5 separate regions of the Mus musculus genome follow, and all the other regions are linked to region 1. A link is a contact called in public ChIA-PET and promoter capture Hi-C data. All regions are on one chromosome and are shown on one strand. The core of a region is the stretch at or near the end of the contact, and the rest is flanking DNA. Distances in the headings are between cores, read along the strand shown. Region 1 holds the start of Zfp318 (zinc finger protein 318). Region 2 holds the start of 2310039H08Rik (RIKEN cDNA 2310039H08 gene). Region 3 holds the start of Cnpy3 (canopy FGF signaling regulator 3). Region 4 holds the start of Gnmt (glycine N-methyltransferase). Region 5 holds the start of Pex6 (peroxisomal biogenesis factor 6).

What was found. Promoter capture Hi-C pulls out the DNA fragments that hold promoters and counts their contacts. ChIA-PET counts read pairs in DNA pulled down with a chosen protein or histone mark. Capture Hi-C pulls out chosen DNA fragments and counts their contacts.
Region 2: an RNA polymerase II ChIA-PET map of memory CD8 T cells shows a contact between it and region 1, with 11 read pairs. The contact joins the promoter of 2310039H08Rik here to the promoter of Zfp318 in region 1. A contact is called at or near these places in 1 of 39 promoter capture datasets (the HPC-7 cell line), 1 of 484 Hi-C or Micro-C datasets (CD4 T cells), 2 of 115 datasets of contacts at active chromatin or transcription factors (effector CD8 T cells and memory CD8 T cells) and 2 of 9 other capture datasets (adipose tissue and liver).
Region 3: a promoter capture Hi-C map of liver shows a contact between it and region 1, with 2.1 times the contacts expected there. The contact joins the promoter of Cnpy3 here to the promoter of Zfp318 in region 1. A contact is called at or near these places in 1 of 39 promoter capture datasets (the HPC-7 cell line), 2 of 484 Hi-C or Micro-C datasets (B cells and embryonic stem cells), 1 of 115 datasets of contacts at active chromatin or transcription factors (astrocytes) and 2 of 9 other capture datasets (adipose tissue and liver).
Region 4: a promoter capture Hi-C map of adipose tissue shows a contact between it and region 1. The contact joins the promoter of Gnmt here to the promoter of Zfp318 in region 1. A contact is called at or near these places in 2 of 39 promoter capture datasets (the HPC-7 cell line and cranial neural crest), 2 of 115 datasets of contacts at active chromatin or transcription factors (astrocytes and pancreatic cancer cells) and 2 of 9 other capture datasets (adipose tissue and liver).
Region 5: a promoter capture Hi-C map of the HPC-7 cell line shows a contact between it and region 1. The contact joins the promoter of Pex6 here to the promoter of Zfp318 in region 1. A contact is called at or near these places in 4 of 39 promoter capture datasets (the HPC-7 cell line, cranial neural crest and liver), 3 of 115 datasets of contacts at active chromatin or transcription factors (astrocytes, bone marrow-derived macrophages and pancreatic cancer cells) and 1 of 9 other capture datasets (pancreatic islet).

The regions. Positions count from the first base shown.
Region 1 is chr17:46,382,491-46,385,033 of GRCm38.p6, reverse strand. Zfp318 (zinc finger protein 318) reads right to left here and starts at 1,268. Exons shown (of 10, transcript NM_207671.4): 1 at 704-1,268. The coding sequence starts at 1,195.
Region 2 is chr17:46,771,372-46,773,914 of GRCm38.p6, reverse strand. It overlaps 2310039H08Rik (RIKEN cDNA 2310039H08 gene), which reads right to left and starts at 1,280. Exons shown (of 1, transcript NM_025966.3): 1 at 508-1,280. The coding sequence starts at 1,102. The coding sequence ends at 758. It overlaps Rpl7l1 (ribosomal protein L7-like 1), which reads left to right. Exons shown (of 7, transcript NM_025433.3): 7 at 1-8.
Region 3 is chr17:46,750,936-46,753,478 of GRCm38.p6, reverse strand. Cnpy3 (canopy FGF signaling regulator 3) reads left to right here and starts at 1,265. Exons shown (of 6, transcript NM_028065.4): 1 at 1,265-1,506. The coding sequence starts at 1,356.
Region 4 is chr17:46,727,889-46,730,431 of GRCm38.p6, reverse strand. It overlaps Gnmt (glycine N-methyltransferase), which reads left to right and starts at 1,267. Exons shown (of 6, transcript NM_010321.1): 1 at 1,267-1,486. The coding sequence starts at 1,281.
Region 5 is chr17:46,710,213-46,712,755 of GRCm38.p6, reverse strand. It overlaps Pex6 (peroxisomal biogenesis factor 6), which reads right to left and starts at 1,280. Exons shown (of 17, transcript NM_145488.2): 1 at 372-1,280. The coding sequence starts at 1,256.

The DNA.
Region 1 (2,543 bases), core at 19-2,518:
CCACAACCATAAATTAATCCCACATTTTGTCCCTCCAGCAGCAGCACATTTTAACATGTAAAATCGCAGGCTGTGAGAATCCAACATGTGAGCTGAACCACAGCTCCATCACTTGTGTGTCACCTTGATCAAGCTACTTAAACCTCTCTGAGCTGGTTCCTTGGCTGTGATAACACCTATTGCTATTGCTTTACCTCAAGGGACCGTGAGCCCTAAAAGATTGCTGGTAGCTGCTCTTGTGTCTCTAGCTGATGGCAGCAATCACAATGATTGATTATGCACACCTCTCGTCGGAATAACAGCTATAACTGAGACTCCATGACAGCTAAAGCATCCAGTCTGCTTTGGTTCAAGCTTTCCTCACTGGCCACCAGGCATTTCAGATGTTCTGCTAAACTCGGGCCTTAAAGCAACGAATTTGATCAAACCCAAAGGGAAACGCCAAAGCGCCAGTCAGTATGGATGAAATGCCCCTCGCCTTGGAGAACTTTTCCACATAGCAAGAGCGAAAGCCTCTTCCCCCTAGAAACCGGGCGTCCTGTTCTGTTCCAACACGGGTGACCGAACGGGTCCCGGGTCCGTTATTGTGTAAAGGAGGCACCCAGGACTGTCAGGGAGCGGGGAAGACTCGGACATTCGGACTCTGGCCTGAGGGCCCGGGGGCTGGGGACATGGGGGCAACATGGGCGAAGGGTGGGATTACCCGACTGCCGCCGCCGCCGCCTGGATGGTCTCCGCGGCCGTCCCGGGCGAAGTCGGCGCGGGACTCGCCTCGAATGCTGCCTCGGAAGCCACCCAGGCCAGGTGGGTAGTGTCGCCGGCTCCGCGGTGGCGACGGGGAGCCGCGACGGGCGCGCGGCGGGGACGGGGAGCCACGACGACCCCGCGGAGGGGATGGCGAGGCCCGGCGGCCGCGGGTCGGAGACGGTGAGGCCCGGCGGCCGCGGGGCGGGGACGGGGAGCCGCGACGACCCCGAGGCGGGGACGGCGAGGCCCAGCGGCCGCGGTGGCCTGAGGGCGAGCGGTGGCGGCGGGCGGGGAGCCGCAGCGAGGAGCAAGAGGGCGGCGGCGGCGACGAGGGGCGGCGTGTGGGGCCTGAGGAGGCGCCCACGGGACGGCCCGGCGGAGGGCCGCTCGCGCTGCCGTCTTTCGACCGGTGCGAAGAGACGGAGGAGCGGGAGCCACTGCGGTACATGGCTACCGGGAGCGCCGCGGACGCCGCTCGGGAGCGTGCCGCCACAGCCGCAGGCACCGCCGCCGCGGACACCGCAGCGCGCCGCCCTCGCGGACGGAGCGGCCCCCTCCCCGCGGCCCCGCCCCACCGGCCAGCGGTTGGAGGGCGCGGGTACGCGCCGACACGCCACACCCCCTCGTCCTCCCAGGCTCTCCCGCGGCTGGACGCGGAGAGCGGCCTCAGGAGCCGGGAGCCGTGGGGCGGAGCGCTGAGCCTGCGCGAGCACCAGGGGCGCGCGCCCTGAAGTGCGCAGGCCCCGCCTTTCGGCCCCGCGCAAAATGGCGACCGGCGAGCCGCCCACCCCCTACTCCCCCGGAGACCACGTGATGCAGAGAGACCACCCCTCTCCTCCTCCCGGCGCGGTGGGCGGGGCCGGAGAGCCCGGTGAGTGGGCGGGGCCAGGTTGTAGCGGAGGCCTCAGTAGCTTGGTTCCCAGGCTCCTGGAGCGTGCGTGCCCATAGCAATCCACCTGCTTTACAGAAATGATTATATATAGTGAGAAAGCAAACGACCCCCTACACTCACACCTAAACCCTGTCAGAAGCTACGAACCTCAACGAGTGTCCATCCCTTTTCCCCCAGAGGAAGCTTGACGTAGTCGGGTAACTTTCCAGTCCAATAACTTATAGAGGTTTAAATCGAGAAATGAGAAAGTACAGAAAAGTGAAAGTCAAACACAACAGACATCAGTAAAATTTCCAGATGTTCTAGCCAAGCATTACAGTAAAATGGTGGTGAAGGCCACTGTCGGAGCAACCCATACCGTGACAGGCCTGGCAAGTGTTTTGAGATATCAGTGGTGCAGAAACACATGGAGGCAAAAACTCATACACAGAAAATAGAAATAAATGTTTAAAAAGAAAAAGACAAGACCCTAAGGGTCAGTCAAAACATAGGAAAATAGGGCCTGGGTAGAGATGGCTCCGGAGGTCTTTTTTCTAGCACCTTCGTGGTAGTTCACAACCATTTGGGGCTCCAGTTTCAGAGGATCTCACACCATGAAAAAACCAAAAGTGAGGAAATATGTTGAACCTAGACAATAGCTTCATATTTTTCACCAGCTAAACATAAATCTTGAATTTGTGTAAAAATCACATTTCTGAGCCAGGCATTGGTGGCACAAACTTTTTAATCCTAGTACTCAGAGGCAGAATCAGGCAAATCTCAGAGTTCAAGGTCAACCTGGTCTACAGAGAGAATTCCAGGGCAGCCAGGGCTATACTGAGAAACCCTGTCTCGAAAAACAAAAAACAAAAACAAACAAACAAACAAAAAACACCAAAAAACAAGAATCAGATTTCTGAAAAGA
Region 2 (2,543 bases), core at 31-2,530, 390 kb before region 1:
AAATCTTTAAAAAGAGCCGTTCGCCCAGTCCCCTGGGCATCTGGCACCGTTTCACAAGTCCTGCGGGGAGGAAAGAATGCTCCCTCAGAAACCCAGGGCTTAATTCCCAACTACTAGTTTCAGCCTTGGAGATGAATCTGGGTAAGGCACCTGCTGCCAAGCCAGAGCTTAACCGGGGGGGGGGGGGGGGGGGGGGGGGTCTGGTGCATGGTGGGAGGAGAAAGCCAACTCCTATGGGGGTACCAACTACCAAACTGCCTCTGCTCGCACTACCTTAGTTGCTCCCAAGAGTCAGGGTTTTTTAAGATTTAGTTATGTGGCCAAGCACACTGACAACAGAAGAGGGCGTCAGATCCCATTAAAATGTGAGTCACCATGTTTGCTGGAAATTGAACCTTGATCCTCTGGAAGAGCACCGAGCCCTCTCTCCAGTCCCCCAACTCCAAGAACCAGGGTTTCTATGTATCACTCTGGGAAGGAACCTTTTCATCAAACCCAAACGACTGCCAAGTTAGAAATGCCTTTTGGATATCGGTTTATCGGTATCATCAGAACAAGCGGGTCCAGGAGGTTGTGCTGTCCTACAGTGACAAGGGAAACTTATTTCCGTTACACAAATGGACTAGGACACAGTATGAAGTTGAAATTTGGCATCCAAAAACAAAATTACTAGGCAACATTGAGTCCCACAGGTGGCAAGTGTCCAGACTCAAGTTTGTGTAGGACCCAGTCATGCCCTCGGGAAACACCTCGAGCATCAGGAAACCCTTGGGCCTCCGTCGAGTTGGGCGGCTGGACTGCCCCGGGATCGCTCCTCGATGGTCGGAGGCTGCGTCCTCGTGTCTAGGGCGATGGTGCAGGGTGAGGCGGCCGAGCCCGCATCTTCCCAGGGCTTGGGCCTCCGAGGGAGCAGAGACGCGGTGGGTTCACCGTGGGTCGCAGTGATGTGGCGTTTCTCCAGGCCCGGGACCTCCTGGCCCTTCTGTACCAGGTGCAGGAGCTCCGCCAGGGTCACCGAGGCAGGAGCTGGCTCGGCAGACGCCAGTGCACCGCTCGGACTGGAGACACCGCCACGCTGGTCCATGTCCTGCCACCAGCTCATCCCCCGGATCCGGCTGTAAGCACTTCCGGGTGGAGTGGGAGCAACCACTTCGTGAAAAGTAGAGGGGAGCTTAGTAACTTAGCCCAGGGTAGACCTTCCAAGACCCGGGCTATTTGTGCAGAAGCTGCAGCCTGGGTTAACCTCCAGCTCTCATTCCACAACATGAGATGTGCTGCGGTGGGTGAGGAGCGGGCGGGGTGGGGTGGGGGAACGAGCCAAAAAGTGAAGTTTTTGCACCCAGTGAGACAAGTGTGAGGAGGCGTGGCTGTACAAAAGCACTTCCCTTTGGCACGTGTAGATGCGGACGCAGGCTGCGCGCTCAGGGCCGGGAGGGTCGTCTTGGTAGTTTGAGTCTCGCGCTACAGTCCAGAGCGTGATTCTGTATGCTTTTCCAAGCAAGCAAGCAAGCGCTCGTCACATTTGTTAATTGTGGTACTAAGGATCAAATCCCTGGTTTTTGTTGTTGTTGTTTGGGTTTGGGTTATGTGTTGTTTGGGATTTGTAGTCAATTTTGGTTTGAGCCAAGGATTCGTCATCTCCCAATGTCTGCTGCGCTACACCTCCCAATGCTGTTCAGATTTCTGTATCAAAGCTATCCTGACAGGATGCAGTGGCTCATGCTTGTAACACCATATGCTCGGGCCATAGAGCCAGCCGAGTTACACACTGAAACATGTAAGTATATAATAAACAGCTTGATCTGGCACAGATCAAGAAATCAGTAAGTAAAGCATACTTTGCATAATGTTAAAAGCACACAGCATGTTTACCCTTCACCGGAAACAACCCCATGAAACCCAAAAAGTGGGTAAGATGGCTCAGCAGGTAGGGCTATTGAATTTTTATCCCCGTTCTCATGTTTTCAAGGTCTCCTGTAGCCAAAGCTGACCTTGAACTTGAACTCACAATATAGTCTGTGTGTGTGTGCGTGCGCGCGCGTATGCACGCGTCTGACTTCGGATCCTTGCCTTCGAAGGGCAGAAGTAGGCAGACCGCCGCATCCAGCTGGCATTTATCTGGGTTTGTGGGCATTCAAATTCTGACCCTCACACCTGCACGGCAGGCACTAACTGCTGACCATTCCCAACCGCGGCTTTGAACTCCTGGCCCTCCACCTCCGCAGTGCTGGGATTACAGGGGTCCATGTCCAGTATGTGCTGGGAATTGAATTGTATTGTATGGTGCCGGGAATGGAGCACAGGAGTTTATATGTATTAGCCAAGCACTCTACTAACTGAGAGCTCTGTCTGCAGCCCCTCTGGCACACTTTTCCTCATGTAATGCTGAACCTCTTAGGGCTTCCTTTCCTTTCCTTTCCTTTCCTTTCCTTTCCTTTCCTTTCCTTTCCTTTCCTTTCCTTTTCTGTTTTGTTTTTCAAGACAGGGTTTCTCTGTGTAGCCCTGGCTGTCCTGGAACTCACTCTGTAGACCAGGCTGGCCTC
Region 3 (2,543 bases), core at 16-2,515, 370 kb before region 1:
CATACTTCAAGGTGGTTTTGTTTTGTTTTGTAGATATGGCCTCAAGTAGCTCAGGCTATATCTCCCTCCCCCTCACTATATAGCCAATGACAGGTTTATGCCAGCCTGGAGATGGATCACCAGGGATTTGCACATGGTAGTCAAGTGCTAGGCAAAGATCTCCCAGTGAGCAACATCCCTAAAACTAGGGATTTCTTTTTTAATTCCATTAATTCATGAATTATTGATTTGAGCTTCCCAACAGGCAAACCTCGAGATGTAGGAGGATCACTCTTTGTTTGTTTTTCGAGACAGAGTTTCTCTGTGCAGCCCTGGCTGTCCTGGAACTCACTTTGTAGACCAGGCTGGCCTCGAACTCAGAAATCTGCCTGCCTCTGCCTCCCGAGTGCTGGGATTAAAGTCGTGTGACCATGCCCGGCTAAGAGGATCACTCTTATCTGTTTATTAATCTAGTTTTCATAAGGAGAAACGCAATTACTGGATATCTGGGCTGTTGTGAGGCCCTAAGTATCTATTCGAGTGAGTGGCTGCAATAATAAGCCTTAAAAGCCGGTGTCTAGTGAGTGCTTGCAACTTTATAAAGAAAGCCATGGTTAGGGTTGATGAGTTAGGTTAGTGACTAAAGAGGGCCACCATTAAGCCTTAAGGATCCAAGTTTGAGGTCCAGAACCAACATGGTGGAAGGAGGCAACTGATTCCAGTCGTCTTCCAACCCAAAATAAATATATAAAGACTTTTTTATTAACACCTTAATGGGGGTGGGGGTGCGGGGAGAGGACCACGAGGCCCGGTGTGGAGGTGCACTTAGAGGCAGCTGGATTTCTGAATTCGAGGCCGGCCTGGTCCACGCAGTAAATTCCAGGACAGCCAAGGATACAAAGAAACCCTGTCTCGAAGAACAAAAGACAGAAAACAAGAAACAAAACCATGAAAGATAGTCCGTTATCCAGGGCTAGAATGCCCAAGGCTGGTTCATCCAAGGTATGATGAAGGTTCACCCGCTAGGAACTGATGCTCCAGCTACTGAGCCTCCTTTAGCTGGCAGTGATATCGCTATAGGGCGCCAAAGCCACCATCCGCTCTCTGATTGGCTGAGATGGGAAAAAAAAAAGATAGTTCCTCTCATTGGCTATAAAGCAGACGCCGAGCGAACCCATTGGTTGCGTCGCCCGCGGGCCTTGGTCGGTTTCGCAAGCCGCTAGAGGCTACCGGGCGTGGGGCGGGCCGGAGCTCGCCGTTGCCGTGGTTACCCAGAGGCACGTGCGCAGTCCCGGAAGCGGCCGGGGGAAGCTGCTCCGCGCGCGCTGCCGGAGGAAGCGCCGCCGGGTCCGCTCTGCTCTGGGTCCGGCTGGGCCATGGAGTCCATGTCTGAGCTCGCGCCCCGCTGCCTCTTATTTCCTTTGCTGCTGCTGCTTCCGCTGCTGCTCCTTCCTGCCCCGAAGCTAGGCCCGAGTCCCGCCGGGGCTGAGGAGACCGACTGGGTGCGATTGCCCAGCAAATGCGAAGGTGAGGGGGCGGGGCCGCGGGGCGTAGCCAAGCCCGAGGGGCGGGAGGGGGCGGGGCCTGTGGGAAGGGTCTGGGCCTGGCAGGACCTGGGCTGGGGTCTCCTTGGCCCTGCTGTGTGCTTTGCGGCAATGCTGGGTGCTGTGACTCTCGGATAACCTGGAGATCCCTGCTTTTGGGCGAATCCGGGGGTAGTTGCTCATCAAGACTAGAGGTGGGGGTGGAGGGAAGGCTTCATACAGGAAGCCTGCTGCGAAATGAAGAGTTGGCCAGGGAAAGCATGGCGTGCAGAGGAACTCACTCCGCAGAAACCACAGAAACAGAGGCAGATGAGGAGGCCCTGCCGGCCTAGAAGCCAGAGGGCGAATTTGAGGAACTGAAAAGGTCCATATGACGTAGAAAAGGGAACCTGAAAATTTTCCCGTGGTGCTTTCACTACAACCTAATTTGTGTATGGTTTTGGCTTCTTGAGAACAGGTACTGAGTTGCAAATATTTATTGGCAGACCAAAAAAAAAAAGGGGGGGGGCTTTACATAGGATTATATGGAGGGGCGGTGAGTGTATGTGGAGAGAAGAGACTCACACTCAAAGGATCAAGAGGTCACTTTTTTGAAAGCATCGAGCGCAGAGGAGACTGAAGTGAAGGAGGTAGATTTTAAAAATCGAAGGACAAGGAACTGAGACCTCTCTTTTGCCCTGCTCATCATTGCTCAGTTTCCTCTCAGACCTTTGCAGCCATCGACCTTCTTTCTAAGTCCTCGAAGGCCCCCCTCCCCCGAGTATTCTGGATATCCATTTTATGCACCAAGCAGATGTACACAGGCCAGATGTTCCCTAAGCACTGGATGCTGGGCTGGTGGTTTGGGACACATTAATCCTCCCATTTGAGCTGTTAAATGTGTGGCGAATGGGGGCAGGGGACTCGGCTCAGTGGGTAGAGTGATTGCCAGAGGATCTGAGTTCAGATCCCCAAGACAGATATAAAAAGCCAGACGCTGCAATGTTTGTGCACCCCTGATCCCCGCACCTCCGCACCTAA
Region 4 (2,543 bases), core at 18-2,517, 350 kb before region 1:
TCGGATCTCTGAGTTCGAGGCCAGCCTGGTTTACAGAGTGAATTCTAGGACAGCCAGAGAAACCCTTTCTCACAAAAACCAAACCAAACCAAACAAACCACTTGGTCCTCTGTGGGGTTCAGTGTCCTCAGCACCACCGAGTGGCTCCCCACTGTCTACAACTGCAGGTTCAGGGTATCTGAAGCTCTCGATTCTGGGCTCCACGGGCGTCAGACACATACTGACATCTATGAAGTCAAAACAGCCATACCTACTATAAGAAGGTTAAGTCACACAACTGTGGGCCTCCTTCCATCTCCAGGGTTCACCCTGCATTGGGAAGGCGAAGGGAGGGCGGGCGGGCGGGCGGGCGGGATGCTCCCTGTCTTCTCTCTTCTTTCCACGTAACGAGTGTTCACAGAGTTGGAAGTGTGTGGGCAGGCAGGGCAGGCGGGGCAGGCTTCTCGTCGCTCACACGCATCTTCCAGAGCCGACTTTAGCCCGGCTGGGATCTTGTCCTTGGTGGGGTAAAAAGGGTGAGCGGGTAACACGAAACGGACCCTCAGGTTATACAGTGACGCTAGCCCGAGCGGGCGCCATGAGCACCTTCCCTGCCGACCCCCAACTTTCCTCTCTGAAGGTGCTCCCATGGAAAGCAGATGGAAGGCTTGCTATGTCTCCCACATTGTTCACTAATTCATTGAGCACTAATAATCCTCCTGTCTCACCTTACTACACCCAGCCTTTAAGAGATTGCAGAGTATAAAGCCCATGGATTGGAAGGCCCAGGCTACCTTAGGAGGCTCCTGGCTGGTATGGGGGAGGGGAAGAGAGACACGCCTATCTCCAGGTGTACTCTTGTACTTGGATGGGCATCTTTCTCAAAGACTGTTCATAATGTCCCGACACAGTGGCTCTCTTTAGCGGAGTGTTCCCTCCACTAAATGATAAGCAGTGTTGTGTAGACACTGTGCTGGGCTGGGCATGTAATAATTCTGTTTTGGGTGGATTTCAGGCTTCTTCCCCTTCCTCCTTGGGTAGGGGTGGAGTGATCTCTCATTGCTTTACTTTGTGAGTTCCTCCCGGCCACCCTGGCGAGTCCTATCTGACCTGTCTTACTAAGCCAGGTCCAGGATTGCTGTGCTGAGCCATCCTCAAGGCAGAGGCAGCAAGCCTGGCTCTGGGCCCAGGGCCCAGCAGGGGCGTGTCCCTGCTCTCACCTGCCATTGGCCAGGTGGGACTGCCTTGCCAGAGGATTATAAGTGCGGATCGCGTGGCCTGAGAGCCAGGCGCCGGTCAGGATGGTGGACAGCGTGTACCGTACCCGCTCCCTGGGGGTGGCGGCCGAAGGGCTCCCGGACCAGTATGCAGATGGGGAGGCCGCACGTGTGTGGCAGCTGTACATCGGGGACACCCGCAGCCGTACCGCAGAGTACAAGGCGTGGTTGCTTGGGCTGTTGCGCCAGCACGGGTGCCACAGGGTGCTGGACGTAGCCTGTGGCACAGGGTGAGTCCAAACGGGCCGGCCTGCTTAGGCCAGTCTGGGCAGCCTCTGCGGGCTGGAGCCTGGCAGGCAGTACTAGGGGGTCAAGAGCCCTTGCTCATCAGGGTAGTATGGGCATGGGAGAGCATCTGCCGAAACAGTGCGGGAAGGGGCCAGGGTGTGCGCAGAGAAGGATTCATGGGACAGAGCAAAATCCGAGCTTTGGGTCAAGGTGGATCCTTGGCTCCGGCGCTGTTCCTCCTGCGATTGGCCTCTGGCAGTGTGAACAGAACATTTGTAGCACGTTTGCACAGCCAAGTGCTGTGCCAGGAGTTTGGGTACGTGTGTTGCAAGCTGTAACAAAACCCCACGAGGTGAGCAGCGCTTTTCTCCAACCAGTAGTACTAAAGAAAAAGTCATTTCCAAGAGGTAAAAGGCCCCCATTTGGTGGAGAGGATACAGACCAGGATAGTGTCTGGCCCACACTCCCGACTCAGCCCAGAACTCACGGACACCTCTGACTGAGATATTTCCAGGAGCACCAGTATGCCAGGTTCTCAAGTGCACTTTTGTAGAATGCCTGACTATGATTTAAAAACAAAAACAACAACAAAAAGCCATTGAGCCGGTGAGATGGTCCGACTACTAAGAGCCCCTTAGGCTCTGGCAGAAGACAGGCTCTCAGTGCCTAGCATCTGCATCAGGTGGCTCATAATCGCCTGGAATTCCGTTCCAGGGGGAGGTTAGCGCTCCCTTCTGGCCGTGGAGGGCACTGTACTCACATGTACTACACATACAGACATAATTAAAAATAAAAAAAAATGTGTTGATGTCAGGAGTAGTGGCACATATATTTAATCCCAGCACTCAGGGAGTCCTAAATAGGTGGCTCTCTGTGAGTTCCAGGCCCTGCAGGGCTACATTAGGAGACCCTGTTTCTAATAAGAGGCAGCTGGGGAGATGGCACATGTTCTTACAGAGGACCCAAATTTGGTGCCCAGCACCCTCTCTGGGGTCTGCAGACACAAGGTATGCACATGATGCACATATTCAGGCACGACACATGAAATTAAATTTTGAA
Region 5 (2,543 bases), core at 31-2,530, 330 kb before region 1:
GGTTGTGGTTATAAAATCATGAAAGGATTTATGCGAGTGTCACGTTTAGGTCGGAAATGACAGTTGCTTTATCAGATAAAGTTAGAACAAGAAGTCAGTCAAGGAAAAAGCAAGAGGTACCAGGATAGCATTCTAACGTAGCAACGCAGTTACAGACTAGGGGTACGCAGAGCTGGTACTTGGCAGGGAACCTCATGTTTCACCTGAACACGTGAAAGACAGTTTGATAAGAGAAAATGAGTATACAAGACTAAGAGACCTTAAGTGAAAGGTCTAATTGTAAGGCACAGGGGACCTGAATTCTACAGATTTAGCCTTCCAACTCAGTAAAGACAGGGAAGAGAGCAAAAGTTAAAGGAAGCATTCCTGACCTGAATTCTGAGCTCTCCCACTTCCAGGGGGTCACAGCCGAGATTAAAAGCCAGAGTGGCGGGCAGAAACACCAGTCCGTCAGCGAGTGGCTCTCCCGGCTGCTGCCCGGAGTTGGGTCCCAGTCTCTCAGACAGCTCCCAGCGCGGTTCTAGAACCTGGACTTGAGCCAAGCGCGGCTGCGAGGAGTTGGGTAACTCTGCGACCTGGGCCACCCAGACCCATTCGCCCTGGAAGAGTCCGAGACTCCGGAGACAGCTCCGGCTCACACCCAGCGCATCTCCAGTCCCTCCCAGAACCCCTCGGAGTCGCCGGACCGAGTGGGAAGCTGCAAAGGACGACACTACGGGCGGGGGCGGGGGATGGCTGTGATCCCGACTCTCCTGGCCCAGTTTGGCCCGCCCGCGGAGCTCAGTCACGGCCAGCCGTGTCCCCGGGCCCAGCAACCCCTGCAGGGCCGGTCGCGTCTCCAACACTCGCGATCCGGGCACGGGGAGGGTCTCCCCGCGGCGCACCAACAGCGGCCCGACTCGAGGCCCTAGCCCGGGTCCCGGAGCCGTGGCAAGCAACGCCCAGCCCAGGGCCGGGGGACGCCGCACAAGCCGCGCTCGTACTCGCGCCCCGGGCCCCAGCGCTAGGACCCGCAGCAGCGCGCGGCTCACCAGCAGCGGCGGAGGCCCCGGCCCGCGCTGCTCGCCCTGGGCGCCGGACCCTTCCACGGCCGCCACGAGCAGCGCGGGCTTCGCGGGACTCTCGCTCGCCGGCCGCAGTGCCAGCACCAGCCCCAGCCCCGTCGCTGGCCACGGGCCCCCGGGAGGCAACAGCACCGCCAACGGTGGTGTCTCCGTCGGGAAGGGGTCCAGGACGCGCAGGACAGCCAACGCCATGGCGAAGGAGAAGGAAACCACTCCACTTCCGGAAATAGGGGGCGGAAAAAGTCCGGGGCAAGAGAGGCGTTTCCGCTTCCGGTAGGAAAGTGGGCGGGGTGCCGATGGCCAAGTCGGCCCCTGAGAAGATGCACAGGGGTGGGGGGGAGCCTGGCTTGACGACCGCCTCCGTTGTTGTCGACGCACGCGCCCTTTGAAACTCAGTGGAGGAGCATTTTTACAATTCTGTAGGGCAAGTAGCGTCCTCTCGACCTTCATGCCCCATAACTTGAACTCAGTATTTAACTGACCAAGAGTAATCGGTGTGGGCCAGGCGGTGGTGGCGCACGCCTTTAATCCCAGCACTTGGGAGGCAGAGGCAGGTGGATTTCTGAGTTTAAGGCCAGCCTGTCTACAGAGTGAGTTCCAGGACAGCCAGTACTACACAGAGAAACCCTGTCTCGAAAAACAAAACAAAACAAACAAACAAAAAAGAATAATTGGTGTGAAAAGAAGGATGGGGTTTGGGGAGATGGCTTAGTGGTTAAGAGCACCGACTGCTCTTCCAAAGGTTCTGAGTTCAAATCCTAGGAACCACATAGCGGCTCACAACCATCCGTAATGAGATCTGATGCCCTCTTCTGGGGTGTCTGAAGACAGCTACAGTGTACGGACTTACATAAAATAAATAAATCTTTAAAAACAAAGAAAAGTGGAAAAAGTCCATTTTCCTGAGGATGTCTTAGTTTGTCCTGCTCAGCTGTAGGCACAGCGTCTTGAGGGTTACCGGGAACGTTGTAAGGGGGATGGTGGGATAAAACTGCCCCAGCCATGCTTATGCCAATCTATTTATGCAGCGGCTGCTGGCTGAATTAATGCATGGGATTCATGTAGCCCTGTTGCTTGGTGTTGCCACACTTCTCCCAACACACCCTCCTTAAAGCTCATGTTCCAGTGCCTTGGGTCCTTCACGTTCTCTGTCCTACTCCGATCTAACTTGAAGCTTGAACAGTTTACCTAATTCTAGGAGAGCTATAGGAGAGAAGGCGACAGAGAAGGAAAGGGTTGAAGGCTTCTGTGATGGGAACTGAGCCAATAGCCTTAGTTACTTAGATTTCGTCTTTGTCTTTACTCTTTCTTTTTTATGATTTATTTATTTAAAATTTGTACGTGCACTGCTGTTTTGTCTGTACGTATGTCTATGTGAGGGTGTCAGATCCCCTGGAACTGGAGTTATAGACACTTGTGAGTGACAGGTGGGTACTGGGAATAAAACCTGGGCCTGCTGGTAGAGCAGTTAGTGCTCTT